2 separate regions of the Gossypium hirsutum genome follow, and region 1 is linked to region 2. A link is a contact called in public Hi-C data. All regions are on one chromosome and are shown on one strand. Each heading gives the region's core, a stretch centred on a gene start, on an enhancer-like site or on the middle of the called end of the contact. The rest is flanking DNA. Distances are from core to core; before and after follow the strand shown.

Region 1 (7,138 bases), core at 2,051-4,550, 140 kb before region 2:
TCGAAGACGGTGAGGTTCAATGTGCTAAAGGTCATTCCGGCGGGGTCTTCCGGTGGTGGGAAGAAAGCTTTTACAGCCATGTGAGAGGTTAGCTTTTGAAATGGCAAAAATTGTAGTGTTGAGGTGTGTGTTTCACTGTATGAACTTTGGTTGGTTTTTGGTTTAATTGTTTTATTTTGATGGAAACCATAGTTTTGTTGTTTTTGAAATCTCCCATTGTTACAATTTAGAGGATCTATTTATGTTGCTGGGTTTTGGATTGTTGGTATTCCATATGATGCCTGTCTTCTCCTTTTGTTGGAAAAAGAGAATCTTTGCCAAGAATTTTTAATTAAAGACCATAATCATATAATATAAATTATAAATATATTTTAATTAATTGAACTGAATGAAATAATCAGCAAAATCAAACTGAAATCTCGGTTGCATAGTGCTTATGATTATACCAAGGTCTCATATTTACAAAAAATGTTAACTGCAGGATGAATAGAGGATGATTAAACCATAAGTAATAAGTATATAAAAGCTCATCGTCCTTTAATAGCAGAAATCCAATCCAAATGGTGAAAAGTGGGAGAATGTAGGAATTAAAGCAATGGGCCTCAACCCCCCTACTAAACCTACCTCTTTACGCTTTCTCCAACCCTCGTTTTTTTCATTTAAAATGACTAGCCTAATTTCTCAGGCGGAATACCTCCTGTGGAAGATGGTGAAATGAGCATATATTATATTATGGGATTCTATATTAAGCTAGCTTGCTGGGATTTGCCCCACCTTTTAAACTAATCCATTATGTCGATGCTGCTCACAAGTCAGAAGCCTAAAAGGATGGCTTATTTTTCACTGTTATGCTTATTTTTCTATCTTATCTAGATTGCTTGACTTGGACTCATGAGTGGATTAGATTATCTAGTATCTAACTACACCCCTTCAAACGCTAACACATGTAAAAGTAAACGTTTTTAGTCATTACCCATTAATTCAAAAACAATTGACTGACTTATTTAGGTAACGTGAACTAAGTTGAGCGATGAAGGATTTGTGTTTAAGTTTATCGTTGACATTGATTCTGGATTCAATCTTTAGACAATTGTTGGGAGTTTTGTCTCCGAGAGCCCTTAATCCATGAAGATATAGAGACAAGAGAGGTGTTAGTATAATGGATAGCATTAATTATCAAATTGAGTGGGGAGCATTATAAATCATTTCCATCAATTGAGATGTTCTCCCTCCATTAGCCCTACGAGAATAATACCTACAATTATTAAAAATTTCTCCCGATAAAGTTTACTTAATAAGAAGGAAGGAATTATAGTTATTTCATTGAGATAGTAAACTTAATGAGGTTGGAAAAGTCATATAAAACGACAAGGAGAACCAAACAATACTGTAATTATCAGGTATTTATGTATTATAAAAAATGACAAGAATTAATAAATGTAAGAAATGGACTCCTTACTTTAGAGGTGTGATTCCACAACCAGAAATTTCCTGGTTTTCTCGGATTGCCTAAAATATTACCAACTTTTACAAAGTATATACAATTACATCGAATCAAAGCGTGAGTGATTGAAATTCACATCCTTTTTCTTGACATTTCTTTCTTGAGTCTCCAAATTATAATATCATATTCAGAGATAATTGTCCCCTCTACTTGATTGTTTTGTTTGGTCCAATGTCTGAATCAACCCACAAATAAATTTGACATTTCATACTATAACCCAAATATATTGGAAAGTATTCAGGACCTTAACAATGTACAATCTTACATCCTGTCTCTAGTGGATTCATATTGAATTTCGATTAAATTTAAAATTGATTTGAATAAACTCTTAAAACCTGAAATTTTATTCGTATTAAAATTAAAAGAAAAGAGGTGTAAATCAACAGAAAAGGGACCAAACAATAAGGATTCCAGGGAGACATTCCATGAGTGCAAAGGAAGCAAAGTAGGGAAAGAATGAGAAGGTTAAAATGAGTTGAAGCTTTTCCGTTTTTAAAACTTTCAACATTGGTGGTCAAATATTAACCATCAAAGCTTTAAATGGGATAGGTTAATATTCTGACGAATTAAAATACAGGGTGTTTTGCTGTCCTAACCTATATATAAAAACATCATTCTTGTTCAATTCCCCCGCTGTTCTTTCTTGTCGTAATTTCCCTTCTTTTACAAAAACAACTGAACAAAAACACCAACTATATATGAATTTATCTACTCTTTCCTTATCTTGACTCTGGGCCTAACCTTTCTGACTCGTCAACTACAAGGTTTTTTTTTAAAAAAATTGCATGGAATTTACTTTGGCTTTTCCTTATTATTTCCTTTCACCTTAATAAAAAAAAAAAAACTAAAAAAGCATTGAAACTTGACTTTGCTCCACATTACGAGATGAAGCAGTAAAGAAAAAAAAAGGGAAATTTAAATTGGTTTATCTAACAAGATCAATTAGTAGATTGTAGAACATGCCAAACCATGAACACACTGTTGTTTACCATTTTGTGTGTGTGTGTGTACACATATCATTAGCCAAAACTGGTTGTTACTTGTTAGATTAAAACCCCCGGCCTCCGGTCCTGTATGTGTAGGTGAACTAAAATCAGCTCTCTCTCTCTCTCTATATATCTTGGTTAGACTTTTTAATATTAGTAGGTAATAATTTAGACCATATCTTAAAACCATTCACACCAACATTTATTTTATCTTTTTTCTCACATTCATGATCAAAACACCTTGCTCCACTGCAACCTAAGACTATGTGTATATACTTTTTATTTATTTCGTTTATAATAATGTTATGGAATAACGGCTTGCTAGTCTAGCTATGAAGCTATCTATTATTCCTCTAATTCTTTTGTGCTCTGTCTACTTTAGATCAATGCAACCCTTTTTCTCTTTTTTCGAAGGAAGATCAATACAATACTTAATTCCCATCATCAAAGTCAATTAATTAAATAATATATAATTAAATTAAATTAACCGCTGATCAAGAATGATCAGATCATAAATCCTCGTATTATTAGATAAACATATTATATAGACAGAATATATCATATGAAACTATAATTCTACATTCAAACCGTAATTTATTATTTTTCTATTTTAAAAAAAATAAAAAAATATAAAATTATAATTTCGTACAATTCTGAGATAATTTTCTCGCACATTTTTACTGCATTCCAACACACAACGAAACAAGAGGAGTTAACGAAAATTGTGTAGTAAATGAAAGTGAGTAGGACCAGGTCCGGGTGTAGTACTACTTACAAATTGAATGGGCCAGCTGTTTGTTCGTTGAAGCGTCTTTAATTTGTTAAGTTGCCTCTGGTAGGCGTCTTTAAAATCTGCGACACCCCATTTACTTCCCCTCCTTCCTCCTTTCCATCATTTTTTTTTTGGACAGTTTATTCTAATTAAATGCTACCTCTCTTTCTCTCTTTCCCTCTCCTCACTTCTCTGCATTTCATTTGCATCCAAAATTGAACCAACAACGCCAATCTCTCCTTCCTTTACCCCCCCCAAATACAGTTCTGTTCCTTACACGTCATCCTCCTCCACTTGTGATACAGTAAGGACCAAGAACCCATCAATGGCGTCGCCGCCACCTTTGTTATACGGAGTTATTGGAGGAACTGTGGCCTCTTCGGAAAATAATAGCAGTGAAAGCTCCCGTTCTTCTTCTTCTTCAATTGAGAGTGCAAAGCCTAGTATTATAATAATCATTTTGATCCTTTCTATAACCTTGCTTGTTTCTGTTTCTCTTTGTCTCCTCTTGCGTCATGTCAACCGCCGTTGCTTGCGTCACCTCTCTCGTTCCTCTACCTCCACTATTATCGCCTCCACTGCCAGCCACCGTGTCAGTCCCGAACAATCGCCGACGGCTTTGTTGCTTGATTCTCTTCCTCTTTTTACTTTCTCTTCCATTACTCGCCGCCGCTCCAACGGTGATTCAACGGTTCTCGGAGATTGTGCCGTTTGTTTGTCGAAATTTGAACAGCAGGATCAGCTCAGGCTTCTCCCTCTCTGTTGTCACGCATTTCACGCCCAGTGCATTGATACTTGGCTTACTTCAAATCAGACTTGTCCTCTATGCCGCTCTCCTCTCTTCGCTTCCGAGCCCGATCTCATGAAGTCATTGCTTCAGTCTTCTAACGCAGCCACACCGATCGGAAGTGGCGGAAGCGATAGTTTCCGGCTCGAGATCGGTTCTGTAAGTCTCCGGCAACCAGGCTCCGAATCAGGTGAGCAAAGAAGGTCGTATTCCATTGGCTCTTTTGATTATATCGTCGAGGAAGAATCAGAGGTGACTAGGAATCAAACTCATCAGAGAAACGTTTCCGATAAAGAAGAGGTGGTCGGAGGAGCTGAGGAAGCTTCGGAAGGGAGCCTAGCCGGCGAGGTTGCCACCGGAAGGAGTTGGCTTAAGGAATACGTGGATAGGCTCTCTTCTTCGCTATCGTCTCGTGCGATGTCATTTCGTAGCTCAGGTAGACTCTTCACCGGGAGCAGTCGACGAAGCGATATCGCCGGCGTTATCACCGCAGATTACGACGTGGAGGCCAATCGCATCGGCGAGGAGATCAGCGAAATGTTTCGTTGGTTCTCAGGGGTATGAATGGTAAAAAAAACGAGGTCGTATGGACATGTCCGCGCCGTTTTCTTCATTTTTCTTTTTTGATAAGTTGACTCAAATATTTTGCTCATTCCACTCCGTTCCCGACGGATCGAAAAATCGCAACACAACAGAGAGAGCAATAAAAGTTCAGAAATGGAGTGGAGATAGCAAAATTTTTTAGTCCAGGTGATTTTCTTTTTTACTAATTTATCGGCTGTAGATAAAAAAAAGGCATTTACATTTTAGATTTTTAAGTAGTTTAGTGCGTTAAATTTGGTTCAATGATCCAATGGAAAAATCTAACGGTATTAAAAAAAAAAAGTATAAAATTATCTGAGTTTAGATAGACTATATGTTTAATTGTGTTATTGTAAAAATAACAATAACGATGATGTTAAATACTATAACATATAATAAAAAATAAATTAAATGCACTACAGTGAACCTAATCACTTATCCAAATTTACTCTATATATAATTTTTTAAAAATGTGGTATTAATAGATTTGGTGTGGATGCAAAGTGGTAATTTGGTTTAATAAAAAAAAAAGAGTTAGATTTGATAGTAGTAAAAACAAAGGTGTAGTGCAATAAGTGGCAGGTACCAAACAAGGACGTCTTGGTTTTCGGTTAAATTAATATCTATTTCCTACCAAACCTAATAAAACGGTTTGGTTCATGGGTACAGGTAGATGGGCCGGATCTACAACCTTTTTTTCCCTTTCTGAGAAAATCATTGGGATAGATAGTTTAGTTTAGGAAGCATTCTTCTTTTACTTTAATTATAAATATTCTCCTTTTCTTTTATTTTAGAGTGTTTGTTTTATATTTACACATTAGTTGCTTGCATTCTATATAACTTTTACCTCTTTCCAATTTACAACTTTTTTTATGGGATTATTGGTTAAACTGAGGATTCGTTTAATGTTGTTTTTTAAAAGTGATTTTAGAGTAAAAAGTGCTTTTAAAGCGATAATTAATACTAAACAGATAACTTTTAAAGTGAAGTGTCCAAAAAACAAAAGTTTTTTTTTTTTGACAAAAACACTTTTAGGAACAAATGACAATTTTAACCCTTATAAAGTATTTTATATAATATTAATATTGAGTATGTAATTACTTTTCTATTAAAATTTATTTTAATTATATAATATTATATATTTAAATTTTTATTGATTATATTTTAATATTTAAATCTTAGTTTATATATTCGAATTAATTTTTATAAATAATTAATATTAATTGTTTAAAAATATTTAAAATTTATAGTTCATCTATTAAAATATTAATAATAATTTTTTTTATATTCTTACTAAAATATCATAATATTAACTAATTTAAACATTATTTAAATACATATTTGTTACTTTATAACACTATGTCTAAAATGAACATTTTATTTTTCAAAAATAATTTTTTGGTAGCAATATTAAACATTTAAATCTTAAACCAAACCTTTTAAAAATATTTCTCAAATTTACTTTTCCACTGTACTTTTTAAAAGCGCTTGTCAAAAGCAATACTAAATTACCCTCTCTTTCTTTTCTTTTTTTTTTTTGTCTTCATTGAGCCAAACTTGCCTCATAGGAAAAAAAATCATAAAATTGTTTTAAGAAAATTAAAAATAAATTATAATTTTTTAGAGATTAAAGTATAATTTTATTATTATATTAATTCTATAATTTCATGAATTGTAAAAAAATTAAATAGTAATTTTATAATTTTTGAGGTCTAACACTCTTACCTAAGTTATTGGGTCAAAGCTAGGAAGCTAGTAAGAGCTTCGGTCTTTTTTTTTAACCCTTTGATAATTTATAAAATTTAATATATAGTAAAATTATAATTTTACTCCCTAAAAATAATAAAAAAATATTAATTTAATTCTTTAAAAATTATAAATAGATAATATATTAAAATAATAAAATTATATTTTTATATTTTTGAAACAAATTAAACCATTTGTTGAAAAAAAAAATACTGGTCTACATAAAAATGACCACTCTTCGCGTATGAAGTTTTCCCTTCTTTTTTTTTTTCATTTTCACTCAAATTGTGGTGTTTATTTATTTTTTATTAATTTTCACACTCTCACATCTTTAATAAATTAAAAAAATATCTCTGAAGTGAGTGTCACAATCACTAGTTGACTTTGTCAGTTTTTAAACAAGCGATAACATAGCATAAGCAAATCAAGTTTGAAAATAATGCACAAAAATGGTTAATGTACTATTTGAAACTTGAATTTGATAATTATTTCATATTGAGACATAATTTTTGTTATCTAATTTAATTCATGATTTTGACAATTATTTTTACATTAAAATTTAGTTCCTGTTTGGTAATTGACTGATAGCTGATTACTAATTGCAATGGTTGGTTTGACCAATTGATTCTATTAACTGTTTATTTAAAAGTGTTTGATAAAACCTAGTTGATAGCTGAAAGGTTATATGTGTAAAATGAAAAATAAGAGTATGACATATTTTATTGTTAAGTATTTATTTGTTCATAATAAGTTAATCTCTT
Region 2 (7,230 bases), core at 65-2,564:
AGTTTCATGATTTATATATGATGGCTTTCTAATTCTATATGATTTGATTATGGCATGGGTAAAGATAGGTAGATTCTAATGATGGGATGAGATGATATTCAGAATGATTGATCTCTTAATATCATATCTTGAAAACCATAAACCTTAACAAATACTTTTCCTTAATTAATTAGAATACATTATATATTAAATCAGTCCATCAAACTTAGGTGTCCCTGGAGAAAGATATTTCATGTTGTTTAATATTATTTCAACAGTTCATAAATTGTCGTTATAATTGTTGAAACTTTAGCATAAATGCATTTTAGTTCGCTCGAATTTATGCCTTCCCGTATTAATAATAATGTCAATATCAATTATGCTAAAATTCAATTGACAGTTAAATTTCAATTTGAACCCCAAATTTACTAAAAGTTTGTTAAACTTTTAGTATTATGTTCTAATATGAATCATAAACCAGTGGCTCTTTCTATTGTACATGCAAGATTAGTTGGACTAGCACTCACTTTTTTGTAGGTTATATATTTAAGTGGCTTTCTTGATTGCATCTACATCGGGTAAATTTGGTTAATTCAAATTCCAGCACTTATGTTATGTGTTGTATCTACGATAATATCATCTGTTTCGATGGAGGAGGGGGGTATGCCCCTTTCTATTTCTACATCTAGGACCTAACTTGTACCATTGATAATAATAGGAACTGAACCATTATGGCAAAGAAAAGTTTGATTCATAGGGAGAAGAGGCAAAAATTGGAACAAAAATTTCACTTAATTCTTCGGTCCTCAAAAAAAGAAATAAGAAAAGTTCCTTCATTGAGTGAGAAATGAAAAATTCATGGAAAATTACAATCCTCACCTTGAAATAGTGCACCCACACATCTTCATCGACGTTGCTTTTCGACTAGAAGACCGAGAGCTAACTATCGAGAGTTTGGACTATCCGGACGCATACTTCGTGAAATGGTTCACGCATGTTTGTTGCCGGGGGTAACAAGATCAAGTTGGTAAGAATTAAAATATTCCTTCCTTTTTTTTATTTATTTCTATGATCGATGAAAATAGATGGGCCCCTTTACCATTCCATATAAATAGGCTATTCTATTTGTCCATACATGGAAGAGGGGCGCATGCAATCTTTGTTTGTCCATTAGCTTAGTTTCTTTTCATCGCGAAATAGAGTAATTGATAGCTTGCAAGGCTCAAAACCTTGAGCTTGAGGTTATGGGTTCAAATCTCCTGATATTGCTTCTTGAATTAGGCAGGCTATGGTTAATTCATAATAAACTGTATATGGCCGAAACAATTAAAAATGGAATCCATTTTATCCATTTGGGCCTATGTTAAAACTAACTGAACCTGGAGTTTGATTGTAACTTCAGTAATGGGTTTGCCAGAAAAATCACAGCCCTTAATTCAAAATGAATTCCAGAAGGGCAAAATTTTACCGTTGAATTAAAATCCCAAAATACAACAACTCTTGGGATCGGATGATTAGTTGAGGTTGAGATGAGGCTGCTCACATCAACATTCCGATCTGTGAAACACCCAATTCCAATCCCAATCCCAGACCCTAAACCCAATATCGTAAAACCATCGTTGCCGTCAGAATCGAGTGCCGTTGCAAAATCGAAATCAGAACTAAAAGCCTGGTGCGTTTACCTAATTCTTTCCACCAATTCCCCCATTAAAACCTACGTTGGTGTCACCAACAATTTCTCTCGCCGGTACCATCCTCTTTCATATATCTTCTATTTGAAACTGAAATCCTTATTTGTGTCACTTGTTTTGGGTTTGATTGCTTGTTTTTGAGCAGTAATTGATAAATTTGTAGAAATTGCTTTAAATGTCTGCTTTGTGAATTTGGCTTCGTCTTCTTTTTTTTTTTCTTCTTTACACAAGAAAATGATTCAAAATAACTAAAAATATTGAGCTTTGATAATTGCAGTTTGAAGCAACATAATGGTGAACTTAGCGGTGGCGCAAAAGCATCTCGTGCTGGAAGGCCATGGGTCTGCGCCTGTGTAGTTCGGGGTTTCCATGACCAAAGTGAAGGTATTTTCACTTTCTTCTACATTCATGTATTTATTAGCATGAAATTTGCTAACATGATGGATGTGTTCAATTAGATTAAATACAAAATTTCTGCTATGAATATGATCTTAACATAGCTAAGCATACCTGTTGACGTTTCCTTATTTTATTTTAGCTTGTGAGTTTGAATTCAAATGGAAAATGGTCTCAAGAAAACTGCCTCGCAAAAAGAAGAATAAGGAAGCTGATGATTGCTCCCTAACGTTATTACAACACAGGCAAACAGCTTTGAACAAGGTTAAAGGTATGTTGGATTGCAGTCACTTAGAAGTTGAATGGCAAATGAGTACTTCCTAATTCATAATACCTCCAATTCTTGATAATTTTCATTGTCTTCAAAATATTGTACGAAGAGGTGTTCATCAAAAGATAGAAAATCATTGAATATGTAATACTAATTGTTATAAATGCTACAACCATTTGTAATAACTGGCCAAAGGGAAAGCCTTAAATCATTATTGATGATGATTTGAATAGTCCCATTTCTTGTTTTTCTTACTTTACCTTGATTCTGTGTAGATAACGTAACATTGTTTGATACAAAAAGCATGTTTTTTGAAGCAATATAGTCCATTCTGTACCGGTTCCTGTTGCACCGGTCGGTGTGCACCGTTCCAATAATAAATTGGAACAATTATTTCTCTTTTTTGTACTGGTGTAAATTCCAGTATGTACCGCACCAGCTTGTTCCAACCAATTTAGGTTGCACCGGCCGGGACATTGCATATTGGACGGTGCATGAAGAATGCTTAAAAATAGATAAAATTATTATTATTTAACCAACTTTAATATTTTTTATTAATCAAATTTAAAATTTAAACAAGGTAAAGGAGGAACTTTAAAATTGTAAGTAGAAAATTAATGAATAATAAAAAGTAAAGAATTTATATAACAGAAAAGAAAAAAGACAACTTCTAAATGCTTCACAAACACAACATTTTATATATGTTTTTGTTAAACTTTCATTTTATATATTTAGTGTAGAGTTTTTTAAATAATGTTATGGATGATTTGTTGTTTAATGAGTGAGATGGTTTTTTTTTTGTGAAGTTTATTGATGAGTATTTTATATAATTAATTAATATTTTTATATTTGAAATTATTTAATCAAATTCATTTGATATGTTAAATATTTTACATATTAAATATTTTTAAAAAATCGATAAATTTAAAACAGTACATCGAAACAGGCTGGTAATGATACGCATTGGTTCCAATAGAAAAATGGTGCGCAAATCGGACTGGTTCTGACTATCTTGATTTGAAGTAAAACTAGTTAGTATCATTGTCTTTTTATTTCTTTTTTCTTGTTGGAGCCATGAATCTCGCATAAGTTGTGTATTGAAGTTGATGTTATGATACAAATATTTGTATCATCTTAAACTTGTAAACTTGTAAGGTACTTTGTGTAGGTAAAATCGTGAGGTTCCTTTGTAAGCTGACATGAATTGTTAAATTTGGTATGGATGTGCCATTGAGAATAGTGGGTTCTGAGGAGAATGCATGATGATATGAACTACATTGGTTGTGTAGTAGAGTTAGTACAGACATACAAGTGTGTGACAGTATTTACAACTTATGTCTGTCTTTTTTCAGACAAAACAAACAGCAATGCCCGGTGCTGGCTGTGGTGCAAAGTTGGATTGACTGTTCTCAATTTAAGTCAATTAACTTAACATTGACAATTATTCTCTTAAATAAAAAGTGACTCAAAGCTTTTTTGGATGCAAAATTGCCCCTGCAGTTTTTCACTCTGTCAAGCTTCAATGTCACGACTTCAAAGTTTTGGTGTCGCAACATCCTTGACAGTGGTACACTAGTGGTAGTAGGGGTTCTTCGTTGTCACGGCATCCACTGGTCAATGTTGCTACTGTTGAAAAGTCAACAAAGGTAGGAAGCAACTTGTTAAAAAAGTGAAGCAAGTTGCACCGAATGTTGAAAAGTTGAATGGGATAATTGCAATTTTGGTCCCTAATTTTTTAGGCCATTTGCAAGTTAGTCCCTGAACTTCAACTATAAATAGGCCTTCTTATTTTTCATTTCAACTATCCCAACCAATCTTTCTCTCTTAGTTTTCTCTCTTCTCCCATTTGAGAATCTTAAGGAATTCTATTTGTTTGTAATATTTTGGAAATAGTAAAGTTATCATCTGGTGTTAGTGTCCGAGTACGTAGGTATAATTTATCGAACCTCGTTAAACTCTTGTGTTCTTTCTTGTCCTATTTTTTTTCAATATTTGAGAGTATAATAGTAGTATTTAATTGTGCTATTAAATTACTATAGAAGGGATATTCTGACTAAGGAAAAACTTGGTATTTAAGAGATCCTTGTGATCCACCTCTCTTCCTTGGGAATTGAACTTTATGTGATTTTTTAGTACAATAATTTACACGCTTCCGACCCTATTGAAATAACAGCTACATCATTGGTGTTGGTCACAATTTCTTCACTTCGATACCTTTAGGGATCTCACAACCTCGGAGGCTTAGTGTCGCAACATCATACCCTCAATGTCGCTACTCTCTTGACAGTCGGCTTTAGGTTGATTTCTCATTGCAATTTTGCCCCCTAGAAGCAAAGGGACTCGATGTCGCGATTTTTATAGCATCAATGTCGTGATACCTACCTTTGCCACTCAAAAATTTTGTTAGGTTCCTTATAACACCATTTTTCCAATTTGGGTCTCAAAATGAGTAAAACTAAGTAAAAACGTTTATTAATAGTAAAAAGTAAAAAATAGTAAAAATATAGAAATGACACCTAAATTGCTTGAGAATAAGCTATTAGAGTGTTTTGGAGAGCTTAATTTGACATATCAAATTACGATAGATCCTAAGGCAAACAAAATGTTCTTCCAAGAGTTTGGTAACAAGGTCATTGCCTAATCTTCTGAATGGATAGGCGGGGGAAGGCTGAGTAGAGCAAGGTAGGCTCTCAATAGGAGCTCATGACCAATGCTAGCAATATCTTAGAGACAGGAAAGGAGGAGTTGTCCACACAAGTTGCGAGGTATGAGAAGCGGTTGGACAAACTAAGGAACATTTATGAAAGGGATGTGAAAAATAAAAATAAGAAGATTGAGGACTTCAAACAACAAGTGGCTAAATTGTATAAAAAATTAAGTGACGAGGTGGATAAGGTGAACCCCCCGGTCGTGGAGAGTGCCTATCTCACCATACATGTGGCCTGGAGTTTGGGATGTGCAACTGCTTGGAGTCGTACAAAAAAAGTACTTTTATCATTTCAGTACCATCCACTCTCAAGTCCCTAATCCCGAGGCTTGTATGGAGTTTCTACAAGTTGATGGGGCTAGGAGATGTAATGTGAGTCTACTGCCCACCTTGATGCAAGCAAGACTAATGCGGCCCAATATTTCACCTTTTTTTTGTGTTTATGCTTTTGCTATTTTTTGTAACTTTTCTTTTTAATGACATATCCCAATTTTTCTTCTGACCATGGTTTTTTCTATTTTAAGGTATTAAGTTTTGCATATTCAAAAAAATTCAAGATATGTAGTTTTCTAGATTTAATAGTTATGATCCTTAAGAAATTAAAGAGTCGTAAGGGGCCAATTGCCTAAAACATATGTAACATTGGTGATCAAACGCTTTGAAAAGCTTATGTCTATGGAAGGCAAAGTCTTCTGAGAAGTTCGCAACCTAGGTGATCGAAGGCTTTAAGAAGTGTTGAGCCTATAAAATTTGAGGTCTTTTAAGTCTTTTAAGAATTGTTGAGCCTATAAAAGGTGAGGTACATTGCACAATATTTACTCTTACCAAACTTTTGGAAGATATCAGTAATTATCTGCAATATATTAATTAATATTTTATTTACATATGTCTAAAAAGGTTAAATAACGTTCGACCACTCACTGTGAACGCCTATTAGTGAAGAATGTTGCTAATTCCACTATGACAAGGGTTTTATTTTATATGCACATATATAGTTCCCATGGTGGAGACAATACTACATGGAGCTATCATTTAGCTTGCATAATATCGTCTCTATGCTCAAGACTCACATAAGGAGATCACAACAACTAGCGAAAATACTCAGGTTGATATATATTAGAGCTAGGGAGCTCATGATCATGCAAACATGTTTGTGCATTTAAGAGTTGTATTAAGTTAGGTGTATATGTACACATAGTTCGTAAATATATATACATAGAGCTAGCCAATATGTGAAGCTCACACAATATACATATACTCATACCTTATTTAGTGTGACTACACAACACTTATGGTGCTACCAAATAAAGAAAGAGGAAAAGAAACTATCCTACTTTAGATCTAGATTCATTGTGAATTGACACGAGTGATCACAGCATTTGGGAGGGCTTTCATTGGGAAGTTCCATTTCGACTGATTCTAGAGGTTGGGAGTTAGTTCATGTTCATCGCACCAACTATTGATATAAGATTTGGGTTTAGAGATTTAAGGACGACTTACTTTTCATGGGCGGAGAGCAAGGTTTTCATAATTGGAGTGGTCGTCAAACTTGTTAGACAACCGATTCTTAGTCCAATTGTTTGATTATTTTAACCAGTTTGTTTGATTCAATTAAATAGCTTATTAAAAAATCATAATCGAACTGGTGGTCAAATCACCAATTCTCAATCTAATTTGTTTGATCATGTTGTCTGGTTCAATTAAATAAATTATTAAAAAAATCATAAAAAAGATAAATATGGTTCAACTGATTTTTTAGCTCGATTCAATCGTTTTGCAAATCAACCAATCCAAACCTCTATTTCCAGATTGATACCCCGACTGATTCTCGATCTAGCTAGCTGATCCAGTTCTGAAAATAATGATAGAGAACTGTAAGTGGTCGAGTATGGTGATAGAGAGGAGAAAAGAGAAAGTATCAGTCAAGATAAAGAAAGAGTATAGTAAGTGTCTTGATCAAGCAAACTATCTTTGTCAAGTATGATCCCTCGACATGAGCTCGCTTTACTGTGGACTTTCGAGGTAGACATTCCATGATCTTGGTTGGTGAGATCTAGTCTTAATTTTTGGTCTTAGCTTGTAAGTGGTTTGACAAGGTAGCAGGATCGCGAGCTTTAATTGACGAAAGTTGTTGGTGAGTTCCAGAGGTGGTTTGGCGAGGTCCAACGAGATGAAAGGATAGTGAG

Evidence for each region. A called contact is a pair of places that touch in the nucleus more often than the background predicts.
Region 1: a Hi-C map of leaf shows a contact between it and region 2, with 3 times the contacts expected there. The contact joins the promoter of LOC107950778 here to the promoter of LOC107950738 in region 2. A contact is called at or near these places in 10 of 34 Hi-C or Micro-C datasets (anther, fibers, hypocotyl and 2 more).

What each region holds. Positions count from the first base shown.
Region 1 is chrA08:8,669,759-8,676,896 of Gossypium_hirsutum_v2.1, reverse strand. It overlaps LOC107950778 (E3 ubiquitin-protein ligase ATL4), which reads left to right and starts at 3,300. Exons shown (of 1, transcript XM_041075800.1): 1 at 3,300-4,959. The coding sequence starts at 3,588. The coding sequence ends at 4,613. LOC107950790 (40S ribosomal protein S11) reads left to right here. Exons shown (of 6, transcript XM_016885751.2): 6 at 1-268. The coding sequence ends at 84.
Region 2 is chrA08:8,532,320-8,539,549 of Gossypium_hirsutum_v2.1, reverse strand. It overlaps LOC107950738 (structure-specific endonuclease subunit slx1), which reads left to right and starts at 1,314. Exons shown (of 3, transcript XM_016885686.2): 1 at 1,314-1,726; 2 at 1,948-2,054; 3 at 2,209-2,569. The coding sequence starts at 1,509. The coding sequence ends at 2,390.